4 separate regions of the Sus scrofa genome follow, and regions 1, 2 and 3 are each linked to region 4. Evidence: chromatin contacts called from public HiChIP or PLAC-seq and promoter capture Hi-C data. All regions are on one chromosome and are shown on one strand. The core of a region is the stretch at or near the end of the contact, and the rest is flanking DNA. Distances in the headings are between cores, read along the strand shown. Region 1 holds the start of ACACA (acetyl-CoA carboxylase alpha). Region 2 holds the start of TADA2A (transcriptional adapter 2-alpha). Region 3 holds the start of DDX52 (probable ATP-dependent RNA helicase DDX52). Region 4 holds the start of MRM1 (mitochondrial rRNA methyltransferase 1).

Region 1 (3,057 bases), core at 87-2,586, 680 kb after region 4:
GGAAATACCACACAAGCAGGAAAATTGACATCTAAATTCATTATACTTATCTCCCTTGGAATAATAAGTTTCTTAAAAAAAATTTTAATGTCTCCCAATTTCATAATCCGGCTCACTTCCAGAACCTTCAAAGAAAACCAAATAATTTAAAAAGAGGAAAAAAGGAGAGAGAGGGTGAAAGGGAAAAGTTCTAGCAGATTGACCACTCTAACGAACCCCAAAAGGTACACCAGTAAAAAGGCTACTTCTTTCACATTTAGAGCAGTGAACAGTCAAGCTTAAAAATCACAGGTTAAGAAGTCCCGCTGTGGCACATGGGTTAAGAATCCAACTGCAGTGGCTCAGGTCACTGCATTGGTATGCATTCAATCCCTGGCCCAGGAATTTCCATACGCCACAGGTGTGGCCACAAAAAAAAAAAAAAAAAAAAAAAATCCAAATGCCATCTCAACTAACACAGAATAGCTGGCTTTTTTTTTTTTTTTTTTTTTTTTTTTTTTTGCTTTTTTAGGGCTGCACCCTTAGCATATGGAGGTTCCCAGGCTAGGGGTTGAATAACAGCTGTAGCCGCCGGCCTACGCCACAGCATGTGGCAACGCCAGACCCTTAACCCAATGATCGAGGCCAGGAATGGAACCTGCAACCCCATGGTTCCTAGTTGGGTTTGTTTCTGCTGTGCCACAGTGGGAACTCCTACTGCTGGCTTCTTCACAAGAGAAATAAGGCATCTGAGGCAGCTAATAACCTGACCAAAATTAGATAACTACATACAAAAATAAATCTCACTGAGAAAAGAGCAATTCTCTGATTCCACAGAAGAAAAAAGAAAGGATTAACAAATAAATGAAAGGCTCCAGAAGGTCAACTTCAAATTGTTCCTTCCTTGCTAAGAACGAGAAGGCAGCCATCCCCTTCCAAAGACTGAGAGCAGCTCTGGGTCAACAACTAAAGAGCCTGTCCACCAACTGGCAACTCTCCTGAGTGGCACTCTCGGGCACTAGCCTATAAACCACAGAAAAGACAGGTCTCGTATGGAAAATCACTGAGTAGCTGCCCAGATACTCTAGAAGCTACTGTGCGGCCCGTCCCATTTCCACCGATTCCAGCCCCAAATTGAGAAGAGCTGATGGAATACTACCCCTGCCAGACTCATTCACTTCAGGTCACCCCCCGACCCCAGTCTGCCTATATTCTTCTGTGCAAGGTGCCTTTCAACATAAAAGCCTACAGTTTAATATTTTAGCAACAAACATAAAATTTGTAATCACACTGTAAACATGAAGGAGCATTATTTGTAACTGACCTCTTATAATTCTTATTGTCTGAGCAGATATCCACCTCCAAAAAGAACTAAAGAGAGAGAGAGAGAGAGAGAGAGAGATTTGAAGGTTTTTTTTTTCGTTAGAAACTCAAATTTTATCAATTCCTGTTTCATTATAGTATAAAACTAATACTCAAAGTATCATTTTTCTGGTCAAATACACTATTTAACTTGAAGTATAAAGTTCAGTTGTTTGTCATTTGCTTAAATCTGTAAACCAAAAGCATTACACACTCAAAAACTTCATTATTCATGAAAAGTATTAAAAACAATAAAAAGTGTTAAAACAATAACCCAAGCTAACCATTTTACAAGGTACTTTTTCCAACTATGTACACATTTCAACCCTATGATTTCCAATATTCCATCAAAAAGGAGGCAGTGGAAAGAAGAGAACCACTAGATTCTCTACAATTCAAGTTATGATTATGTTGCCAAATATTTGTACCCACCCACAAAGGCTGGGAGCCAGGGAAAGAACAGGTCTCTCATTATTAAGTCCCTAAACTCTAGGGACCAAGGAGTCTCTAGCTATTCCCCAAATCCTGGGTGTCCGTCTATGCCCAACAATTTTTTTTTTTTTGTCTTTTTGCCATTTCTTGGGCCACCCTCATGGCATATGGAGGTTCCCAGACTAGGGGTCTAATCAGAGCTGTAGCTGCCAGCCTACACCACAGCCACAGCAACGTGGGACCCGAGCCACATCTGCAACCTACACCACAGCTCACGGCAATGTCGGATCTGTTAATCCACTGAGCAAGGTCAGGGATTGAACCTGCAGCCTAGCCTCATGGTTCCTAGTTGGATTCGTTCACCACTGCGCCACGAAGGGAACTCCTATGCCCAACAATTTTAATGTATCCAGGGTAGAAATTTTCAACTTTGACTACATATAACAATTACCTGTGGAGCTTTTTTAAAAAGAGATGAATGGAGGGAGTTCCCATTGTGGCTCAATGGGTTATGAACCCAGCCCATGAGTATCCATGAGGATGAGGGTTTGATCCCTGTAGCTCCGATTAGACCCCTAGCCTGGGAACTTCCACATGCCGCGGGTGCAACCCTAAAAAGAAAAAAAAAAAAAAAAAAAAAAAAACCTTAAAAATTATTTAAAAAACAAAAACAGGAGTTCCCATTGTGGTTCAGTGATTAATGAACCCAACTAGTACCCATGAGGATGTGGGTTCAATCCCTGGCCTCACTCAGTGGGTAAAGGATCCAGTGTTGCCATGAGCTGTGGTGTAGGTCAAAGACTCGGCTCAGATCCCTCGTAGCTATGGCTGCAGTGTAGGCCGGTGGCTACAGCTCTGCCTGGACCCCTAGCCTGGAACCTCCATATGTCGCAGGTACGGCCCTAAAAAGACAAAAAATAAAAATAAAAAACAAAAACACACAAAAAATGTGTACGTCTAAGCTCCATTCCAGATCTGCTGAATCAGAATCCCTGCCGGAGACCCAGAGATCTGAATATTAAGTTCCACAACTAATGGACCTCTTCTAAATCCAGGCTTGAAAACCACTGGTCCAGGGTAGTGAAGAAAAAAGAAGAAAAGATCCTCTTTAAACAGATAGGGAAATCCAGAACTTCTAAGGGAGGACCCCAAACGGGACTGGGGACAGCATACGGATGCCAGGTGACAAATTAGCATTTACCCAATGTGTAGTCTGAGCTAGTATTATTCCCTACAATTGCAGCACAGAAGGGAGTGAGAAAAGAGAAGGTAAGCAGTTTGAAT
Region 2 (2,926 bases), core at 424-2,923, 750 kb after region 4:
CTTTCCATGGTACACTATCACATTCTAATAACATCCCAAGTCCAGCACAGCTTACCAGGTACATGATCTGGCTTCTGCCTATGTTTCCCAACTTGTTTCTCTAATTTGCTCCAGCCACACTGGTCTCCTTGATCCTTCTCCAACATGCCCAGCAAGACCCATCTCAGGGCTATTTTAATTGCCTTTCTCTTCTCCTGGAACAATTTCCCCCTCTAGAAATTCACACAGCTGCCTCCCCCATTTAATGATTAGATTTCTGCTTATGATTAAGAGGACTTCCTTGTCTACTGCATCCAACAGAGTGTCCCCACATCACTCTTATCCCTTTATCCTGATTTTTTTTCCATAAAAATTGCCACATTACTGGGCATTATCTATTATATACTATGTGTATTGCTTATTGTCTAAATATTGCTTATTGTCTACCTCCTCCACGATGAGGCAGAAACTTTGTTTTGTTCACCGAATTCCCAGCACCTAGAACTGGTATCTACTCATTAAAAATTTGATAAATGAAAATAGATTTCCAGGGTATATCAAATGTAAAACTACTTTATATTTTTTGAATGAAGTATAGAAAAATATCTAGAAGAATGTAAGGCAAAATGGTAACCATTTAACATGGTAGGAGCTGGTTTTCATTTTTTGTTCATGCAAATATTCTTTTTTTTTTAGAACGAACTTGTATGACTAAGAAATGAATAAAAAGGCCACACAGGCAGGTGTAAATGATTTCTCTAAGAGGTTGGGCAAATTGATGGAAGAAAGACTTCTAAATAGATGCATGAGCATAATGGCTAAGACAAACCACTGTTTGAATGCCCTTCCCCAACACCATCTAGCTGTGTGAACCCAAGTTATTTACAAGGTAGAGTCTAAAGGTCTTCACCTGGAAAATGGGGATGATAATATTACAAGTGTCTTTTCCATAAGGTTATTTTTGAAGATTAAATGAGACCATGTATGTAAACTCCTTTGTACAATGCCTGGCATGCAATAAATACTCGACAAATGGCAGCTATCATAATAATAATAATTAGCAGTAGTAACAAGAGATGTTGGGACATACCTAGCCCTCAAGACTGACATCAGAGTGGACCACCACATCCTCTCATCATCGCGCCTCAATTTGGGCACCTAAAGCCCAAAGAGAGGATGGTTTTTCCAAAGAAGATAATTTCGACGTTCCAGAAGCATCTGAATCAAACGTACCCCATGTACCCTTGAACCATTCAGGCAGTCTGGTTAATCCATGAGTAGCACTGCAAGACCCGGCCTCGAGGGGGGACCACCACTCGCCGTCCTTGGGCCCAGTCCCTCAGCCTCCATTTCCTTTGAGGCTGCAACAGGGGTGGCAGGAATGTTACAAAACGCAAAAGCGGGGCTGTACCGGCCCGCTCCAGCTCACCGCACTCTGGAGGGGTCAAACGGCAGCACGCATCCGCAAGTCTGCGGCGACGAGCAACGCGCCCCGAGGGAAAAGTGATTACTGGTCCGACTCAAAAGTCTGGCAAACTGCTCAGAGCCCCATCCTCCCAGGCCTCTGCTGGAGGCGGGCGGCGAGCTCTCGGCGAGGTCAGGGGCTGGAGCTGAGAGAGGGGAGGCGGCGAGCGCGCGCCACGCGGCGGGGCCGCGACGGCTGGGGCGGCGCCTGGGCGGAGGCGGCGAGCGCGCGGCCCGCTCGCGCCTGCGCCGCTCGGGAGCGAGCACGCAAAAGCCCGGGCGCGCGCACGGCTGGCGTTTCCTCGGCGCGGAAGAGGGGGACGCGGCGAGGTGAGGCACGAGGCGCTGCGGCACGGGTGGTGGCGTGGTGCGGCGCGAACCCCTCTCGCGGGACGAGGGGGAGAAGGCGTCCTCGAGGTTCCCCGAGGGTGGGGGAGGGCTGCGGACCCCAGCGGCGTCGGGGGCGAGAGGGTGAGTCGGCCCGACTGGCGCGAGGCGGGGGCCACGCCGTGCGGTGGGGGAGGGCGGCGCGTGCCCGGCCCGAGCCCTGGTGCCCCGCCCCGCCGCGAGCCTGGCGACTCCCGCCCCCTGGGCGGTCCTGCTGGGTTCCGGCCTCCGCTTTCCTGACTTTGCGTTGGAGGGCGTAATGCGGCTCACGACAGCGTATGGTTGATGTTACCTGTTGTTCTCAAGTAGGCCTTCCAAATAGATATTTCAGGTTCATTTTAGAGCTGTGCTTGTCTGAGCCTCCAGTAAAATGACTTGCCCAAGATCACAGTTAATAAGGAACAAAATGAGGCTTCGAATCTTGTTTGCAAAACTCCAAGCCTGCCCCTGTCCTCTGAACTGCAGTGAGTGAGTAATCTTCACGTCCCTTCCCTCCTCCCAGTAATTTCTTTGAACAAAGCAGATGTTAATTTGGAGCTAGCACCCAGCCTTTCGTGGGTATTAGCGTCAGAAATGTCTCCTGTGTGAAAAAAAGACGGGGAAAAAAAAGATTCTGCTTATTGCAGTATTGCACTTACAACGTGGAGTGTTCACGAGACTTTATATAAAGTTCCTTACTTGACTATCTCTAGTTGACCTCTGAAGTGACATTGCTATTCACTACGTCTAGGACATTGTGCCAGTAACACAATCTTTTAGCATTTCCTTTCCCTCCTTGAAAAAGCAACATGTCTCTGAAGGTTGTAAGGATTCAGAGATGATCCACATACAGTGGTACCACAGTACCTGGTATATGAGAAAAGTTCAATAAGTTTTGGCCATTATTTTATTATTAAGTGCATGATACCACTTACTAAACTCACTTTTCTTCAGACTCATTTTCCTGGGGCTAGACCAGAGGGAGAACCACCCCAACCTACCCTAAAAAAGACAAGTTCATTGACAGTGTTGTATATTCTTAATGATAAATTATTCTCCAAGCCAAAACTATCCAGTGAAAGAAGTCACTGCAGGAAAACTAAGGATGAATTAACTT
Region 3 (2,805 bases), core at 255-2,754, 970 kb after region 4:
GTTCCTGATGCTCCACACTCACCTGGGACAGACTTCTTACTTCCAAAAAAGTCCAGTCCTTGCAGTGCCTCCGAGGAATCAAAGTCATATTTCCTTTTTCCTATCTAAAACCCCAAAAATGTGTAAATGAAATCTATGGACTGACTGGCATTTCACCCTGGCAGTACTGGCAAGTAAGGATATGGGTAAAATCACTCATCTTTTTTATTTCTCACCAAATATTTCTTGAGCTGACAAGTGTATCTGGGCAAATGGAATCCAAAATGTTACCTTTTCTGAACTTTTAACAGTAATAATAATAATGAAAATAGCCACCGAGACTTATAAACACTTATCAGCATAACACTGCAATCAGGCAGACTTCTAAGCATGTTTAGACATATTAAATTACTTGATCCTTCAACAGTCCTAACGAGGTAAACAAAAATATCACAGATGAGAAAAACGGAGACATTAAGAGGTTAAGTAACTTGACCAAGGTCTCAAAACTAGTAACCGGCAGACCTAGGATTTGAACCCGTTTCATATGGTTCCAGAGTTCAAACTCTTAACAATAACACTATACCATCAGTCAGAGTAAGAAGAAACACACATATTGCCCACACACAAATATGTCCCTAGTCCCAACACCAAGGTTGACACATTCAAGATTTTTCACGAAAGGGGCCCCAACTACTCCCGATTTACCACTCACTATTTTCCTATGTTAAGATCTCCCATTTCTTTTTTGGTCGCGCCTACAGGCAGGTTCCCGGGCCAGGGATCGAACCTGTGCAACAGCAGCAAACCAAGCGGCTGCAAGACAACACCAGCCGCGCCACAAGGGAACCACAGAACTCCTTTTTCTAAAACGCTCTTCTCATTGGTTCCTTAACACGTCGCGAAGTTGCGGGAATAAAACGCCCACCTAAAGCGGTACACGTGCGAACACAAACCCGGAGAGACTACAGTGAATGAATGTTCTCTCCGTTTTGGACTGTTTCTGTTTTTCAAATTCCTTTACCCTAGTTTCGGATAAAAGATTACTTTTTAAAGAAAAAATTCGAACTTTGAATAAACTCAATAGGGCGGCCAGGGATAAACGTGTCCGTGCTGGACCCAACTAAGTCTACAGAAGGATGGGTAGAGTTCATTCAGAAGGCTTGCAGTAAGCTGAACGCCAAAGAAGAGAAAATAACCCTACAGCCACGCCACAGGGTTTCCGACTGCCGGCTCCCCCAGCAGCTAGTTCCTTCTCCGGCCCCTGCCCCTTCTCAGTTACTCGGGTTCCTGACGCCCTGCACACAGTACCTGGAACCGTGCTGCGTCCGCCGAGAAGCGTCTCACGTCGAACTTGGCCCCGGCGCCCAGCCGGCGAAACAGATCGTGGGCATCCATCTTTACCCAGAAAGCTTTGCGGTCCCAAGGCGCCTGCGCAGAAGACTTCCTCTCCCAGAAGGTCTAGGTCTAGACCGTGGGCGGAAGTGCCTGGGCGGGGCGGAGCCTGGTGGCTGTGAGAGATCCTTTGTTATTCATTTGTTCTAAAAAAATATTTATGAAAATCGTCTTAATGCTGGTCCCTGTTCTACACCTAAAGGAATAGTTTGGTAAACAACACGTCGGGAATCTCACCTCGGAAAACTTCCATTTTAGTGAGGATATAAGGTATTAATAAGTCGAATAATTTCTTTAAGAGCAAAGTGCTGTGACACAGAACAGTGTAATTAATAGAGAAAGGAAAGAAGAGCTACTTTTAGGTAGGTGAGTCAGGTTCACTCTGATGAAGTGATATTTAATCTAAGAGGAGGCAGATAAACATATGCCTGAAGAAGGAAAAAGGTTTGGAACCTTGAGGAAATAGAAAGGCAACCAGGGTGACTGGAGCCAGGTTACCGTGAGGAAGCGTGGCACAGATAAGGTTGGAGGGACAAATGAAAACTAATCCTAGAGACTCATAACAAGGTCATGGAAAGGAATATGGATTTTAATATAAGCACGCTAGTGCAGCATGATCATCACGTTTCATATTCATTTTCTTCATTGTGTTTGTACCAAACAAAATTTATATGTGCATTGCCTCCCCTTTCTAGAATGAAGTCCAGGACCACAGAGATCTAATTTGCTTCACCACTGTATCTCCAATTTCTGTGTGCTCTCAATAAAGTTTGATGAACGAGTGACTGCTTCATAAAAGATTACTCTGGCTGTTTTAGAGAATGGACCACAGAAGGGATAAGAGTGGAAACAGAGAGGTCAGTTAAAGTAGCAGTGATGATGGTGGCTTGGATTAGGGTGGTATCCATGCTTTGGCGTTAAATGGATAGATTGGCATATATTTTGGAGGTAGATCTAAATGCACCTGATGACTTTCATATGGCTGGAATCGCTCCTGGGTTTTTGATTTCAAAGCTGGGGTAGATGGCATGCCATTTACTATGCTAGGAAAGACTGAGGGAAGAACAGCTTTTTGTGTGTGTGTGGATGAGGCATGGAGAAGTGGAATCACTTGGCATGGTTCAGACATGTTAAGATACCTCATTGACTTTATGTAGAGATGTCCAGGTAGATGGCTGATTTCACAAGTCTGAAGCTCAGGGGAAAAGGTCAGGGCTAGAAAAATAAATTTGGGAGTCATCAGCCTATAAATGGTACAATGGAATCATGTCAGGCCAGCATTTAGTTTGTTAAAATTGAGTTATACATATTCAACCAAAGAGTGTGAGAAATACTTTAAATTGTGTGATTCCTTTACACTCAAGGAAAGCAAACGTGGAGTGAAGATGAGATGAAGGATGTGAATCTGCTGCGCTCTCAGATGGATTCATT
Region 4 (3,211 bases), core at 4-2,503:
ATCGGGGCTCCCGGGTTCCTCCTCTCCCTGTCCCACTGCCCCCACCACTGCTTCTCTCCCCACCCCCCACCCCCCAGTTCTCCAGCCCAATTTTGGCTTCTCAGTCCCTGGTGGGGTCCTCTCTCCACTCGGACTTTGGCAGCGGAATACCAGGGCCTGCCTCCTGAGTGGGTTTCACTGTGATCATTAAAAAAGAAAAATCGCAACAAGCTACCTTGGCTTCAGAAGTATCTCTCAGTTCTTCCCCCTTCCTGTGATCAGGAATGCTTGTGTCTCAGAGTTTCTTCTAGGACAGTGGGAAGGTGGGTGGGTTGGGGGCATCACCCCTGGAGTGTGGGTTACCTTTGGACTGAGTGTTGAAAATGGGTAGGAGTGCCTTCCTCAGTGGGTTAAGGATCTGGCGTTGCCGTGAGCTGCGGTGCAGGCCACAGACGCGAATCGGATCTGGCATGGCTGTGGCCTGGGCCAGCAGCTACAGCTCTGATTCAGCCTCTAGCCTGGGAACTTTCATATGCCCTGGGTGCAGCCCTAAAAAAAAAAAGAAAGCAAGAAAGAAAATAGGTAGGAGTTCGCTAGCCAGAAAAGAAAACAACAGAGTATGCTAGGCTGGAGGGCCAGGAAAAGCATGCAGCGTGGTGGGAACAGCAAAGAACATAGTGCAGGAGTCAGGTGAGACTGAAAGGTAGCTCCTGCCTGGATTCCTGGAGGTCTGAGTGCCGAGCCAGAAGTGGCCCAAGGGCATCCCTTGGCTTATCAGCAGGTGTGGGACAGGCCCAGAGCTGTCACTTAGAGAATCAGCACCATGGGACAGGAAGTTATTGGTGAGAGTCCTGCTGACTAGTGCTGAGGGTTTGATAGGCAGTGGAGGATTAGAGGAGGGGCTGGATGCAGGAGAAGCTTCTAAGGAAAATCACCAGGACCCAGTGGTGGACAGGGTGTGGGGAGGGAGTCACCACGACTAACGAGGTTGAACAGGAAAGCCAACACCTGCCCTTAAAGTGCCTTTGCTGCTCTCGGGGTGAGTGAGGCCCTCCAGCCTCTTGGGATCTTGCAGAATGTGGTCCCAAGTCGGGACTGTGTGGTCCACAGTCGGGTCAGCTCAGCTGCAAGCCCCTGTCCGGGCCACCGATGGGGCCGCGGAGGTCGTCGCTCAGCCGGCCCGGCAGGGGGCGCTGTGGGGACGACGTGGATGATGGGCATGCGCAGGGCAGCTCCGGAAGTGGGTGGGACCGCCCGAACGCGGAAGCGGAGCAGCTCACAAGGGGACTGGGAGGGGAAGGTTGGTGGCCGAGTATTCCTCAGTGTAGGGGCTGGGAGTGCGAGCTGTTCCTGTGTCTGAGGGGGTTTGCCGGGGGAAGCTTTCCGGTCCCCTTCACTCATTAGGGGCCTGGGAGCGGGCCCCGGCGGAGGTGACCGCTCCCGAGGACTCACTCGCGGAGTCGACCATGGAACTGCTCTCGGCCGCCAGGGGCGCGACCTGGCGTTGCTGCGGTCGTCTCCTCACGCGTCCTTTCTCCCAAGCGGCGCGGCGTGGGGACAGGCCCGGCGGGGAGGAGCTAAGCCGCCTGCTCCTGGACGACCTGGCGCTCCCCCCGCGGTCGGCCGGGGGACTGGAGCTTTTGTTTGGCTTGTCCCCATGTCTCCTGGCTCTGCGAGCCGCCCGCCGCCGCGTGGCCCGGCTCCTGCTCCAGGCCGGCAGGTCCGGGCTGCAAGGGGAGCGGGCCGAGCTGCTGCGTGTGGCGGAGGCGCGGGACATCCCGGTTCTGCGGCCCAGGCGGCGGAAGCTGGACGTCCTGTGCCGCTACCAGGTCCACCAGGGCGTCTGCATGGAAGTGAGCCCCCTGCGGCCCCAGCCTTGGGCTGAGGCCGGGGAGTCTCGGCCGGGAGACGACCCCCAGCAGCTGTGGCTGGTCCTTGAGGGGCTACAGGATCCCCGGAATCTTGGGGCCGTGCTGCGCTCCGCTCATTTCCTCGGAGTGGAGAAAGTCATCACCAGCCGGAAAAACAGGCATGGACAACCCTTCCCTGCGTGCCCCAATTTGGAGGCTCAGCTGAGTTCCTAAGCACCTTGACCCTTTGGGTGGTCCTTCAGGCAGGCCTCCCCATGGCCAAAATTCTCTCTCCTAACTCTTGGGGTCTGGGGGAGGGCACGGCGCTGGGTTTGAGATTACTCAGCCTCATAGGGGACTTGGGGAACCCTTGCAGCTGCCCGCTCACTCCAGTAGTCAGCAAGGCCAGCGCGGGAGCTATGGAGGTGATGGACGTGTTCTCGACTGATGACCTGGCCGGTTTTTTACAGGTAACGACGGGGGAAAGCGGGGTGTCAGTAAAGGAGAACAAATGAGCCAAGCTCATCCTCTCCAAGGGCCCCCAGGAGGAAGGGAACGGGGCGTTTTGGTACACACGCTTCCTCCATCCTTTTAAACCCCTTTGGGAAGCGACGGATCCAGAGTATTTTAAACCACACATGGAGCAGAATCTGATGTTAGGGACTTTGACTGCACACCTTTCCGAAATAAATGTCTTCGCTCCTCCAGCGAGTTTACTCAGTGCCTTACTGCCTGGGAAGTAGGTCTTCAGTAAATGCTCAGCTGTGAGGAGTTGGTGGCTCTTGGTTCCTCCAGTAGAGGCTCAGCTTGAAAAGCTCTTTGAACAAAGACTCGTTGATGCGTTTTCCCTTGTCCCTCCTGCAAACAAAGAAGCAAAGCAAACCCCCCAAAGCACCTCCACCACTAACAGAAAACCCTCTTTGATATATAGAAAGGAAAAGTAAGTAAAACCCCTTTCTTGGTTCATCCGTATTTCTCTTTAGCTGTGCTTTCCTTGATGGACACAAGGGGGCAGTATTGCCTTGAATTTGGCAGCATCCCTGACCCTCCTGCAGGACTCCAAGTCTTAGTCTTTGGATATTCTGTGTATATTCAATTTCTTGTTGGTCGCATCCAGTACGATGGCTTTAAATGCCTCCTAAATGTATGTCCTCCAAGATCTTGCTCCTGAGCCGCAGATTCACATATCTAGTGACCTATTCAACAGCTGGGTTTTTTTGTTTTGTTTTGCTGTTTAATGGGCATTTCAAACGAGATTTCCAAATGTCATTCCATTTCCTTGTGTTGACTTACCCAGCTCAGTTGATGGCCAGTCCATCCCTTCAGTTTTTTAGGCCAAAACCTTGGCATCCTTTTTTTTTTTTTTTTTTTTTTTTTGGTCT

The links. Promoter capture Hi-C pulls out the DNA fragments that hold promoters and counts their contacts. HiChIP or PLAC-seq counts read pairs in DNA pulled down with a chosen protein or histone mark.
Region 1: an H3K27ac HiChIP or PLAC-seq map of alveolar macrophages shows a contact between it and region 4, with 7 times the contacts expected there. The contact joins the promoter of ACACA here to the promoter of MRM1 in region 4. A contact is called at or near these places in 2 of 2 datasets of contacts at active chromatin or transcription factors (alveolar macrophages and skeletal muscle).
Region 2: an H3K27ac HiChIP or PLAC-seq map of alveolar macrophages shows a contact between it and region 4, with 11 times the contacts expected there. The contact joins the promoter of TADA2A here to the promoter of MRM1 in region 4. A contact is called at or near these places in 1 of 5 promoter capture datasets (fetal skeletal muscle), 1 of 47 Hi-C or Micro-C datasets (embryonic fibroblasts) and 1 of 2 datasets of contacts at active chromatin or transcription factors (alveolar macrophages).
Region 3: a contact with region 4 is called in a promoter capture Hi-C map of liver, with 10 times the contacts expected there. The contact joins the promoter of DDX52 here to the promoter of MRM1 in region 4. A contact is called at or near these places in 1 of 5 promoter capture datasets (liver), 1 of 47 Hi-C or Micro-C datasets (embryonic fibroblasts) and 1 of 2 datasets of contacts at active chromatin or transcription factors (alveolar macrophages).

What each region holds. Positions count from the first base shown.
Region 1 is chr12:38,799,089-38,802,145 of Sscrofa11.1, forward strand. ACACA (acetyl-CoA carboxylase alpha) reads right to left here and starts at 1,337. Exons shown (of 55, transcript NM_001114269.1): 1 at 1,304-1,337.
Region 2 is chr12:38,873,483-38,876,408 of Sscrofa11.1, forward strand. It overlaps TADA2A (transcriptional adapter 2-alpha), which reads left to right and starts at 1,674. Exons shown (of 16, transcript XM_021067335.1): 1 at 1,674-1,773. It also overlaps a transcript of ACACA not described here.
Region 3 is chr12:39,094,054-39,096,858 of Sscrofa11.1, forward strand. DDX52 (probable ATP-dependent RNA helicase DDX52) reads right to left here and starts at 1,505. Exons shown (of 15, transcript XM_013989946.2): 1 at 1,291-1,505; 2 at 1-104. The coding sequence starts at 1,377.
Region 4 is chr12:38,123,148-38,126,358 of Sscrofa11.1, forward strand. MRM1 (mitochondrial rRNA methyltransferase 1) reads left to right here and starts at 1,254. Exons shown (of 5, transcript NM_001244822.1): 1 at 1,254-2,008; 2 at 2,206-2,299. The coding sequence starts at 1,446. DHRS11 (dehydrogenase/reductase 11) reads left to right here. Exons shown (of 7, transcript NM_001244532.1): 7 at 1-213.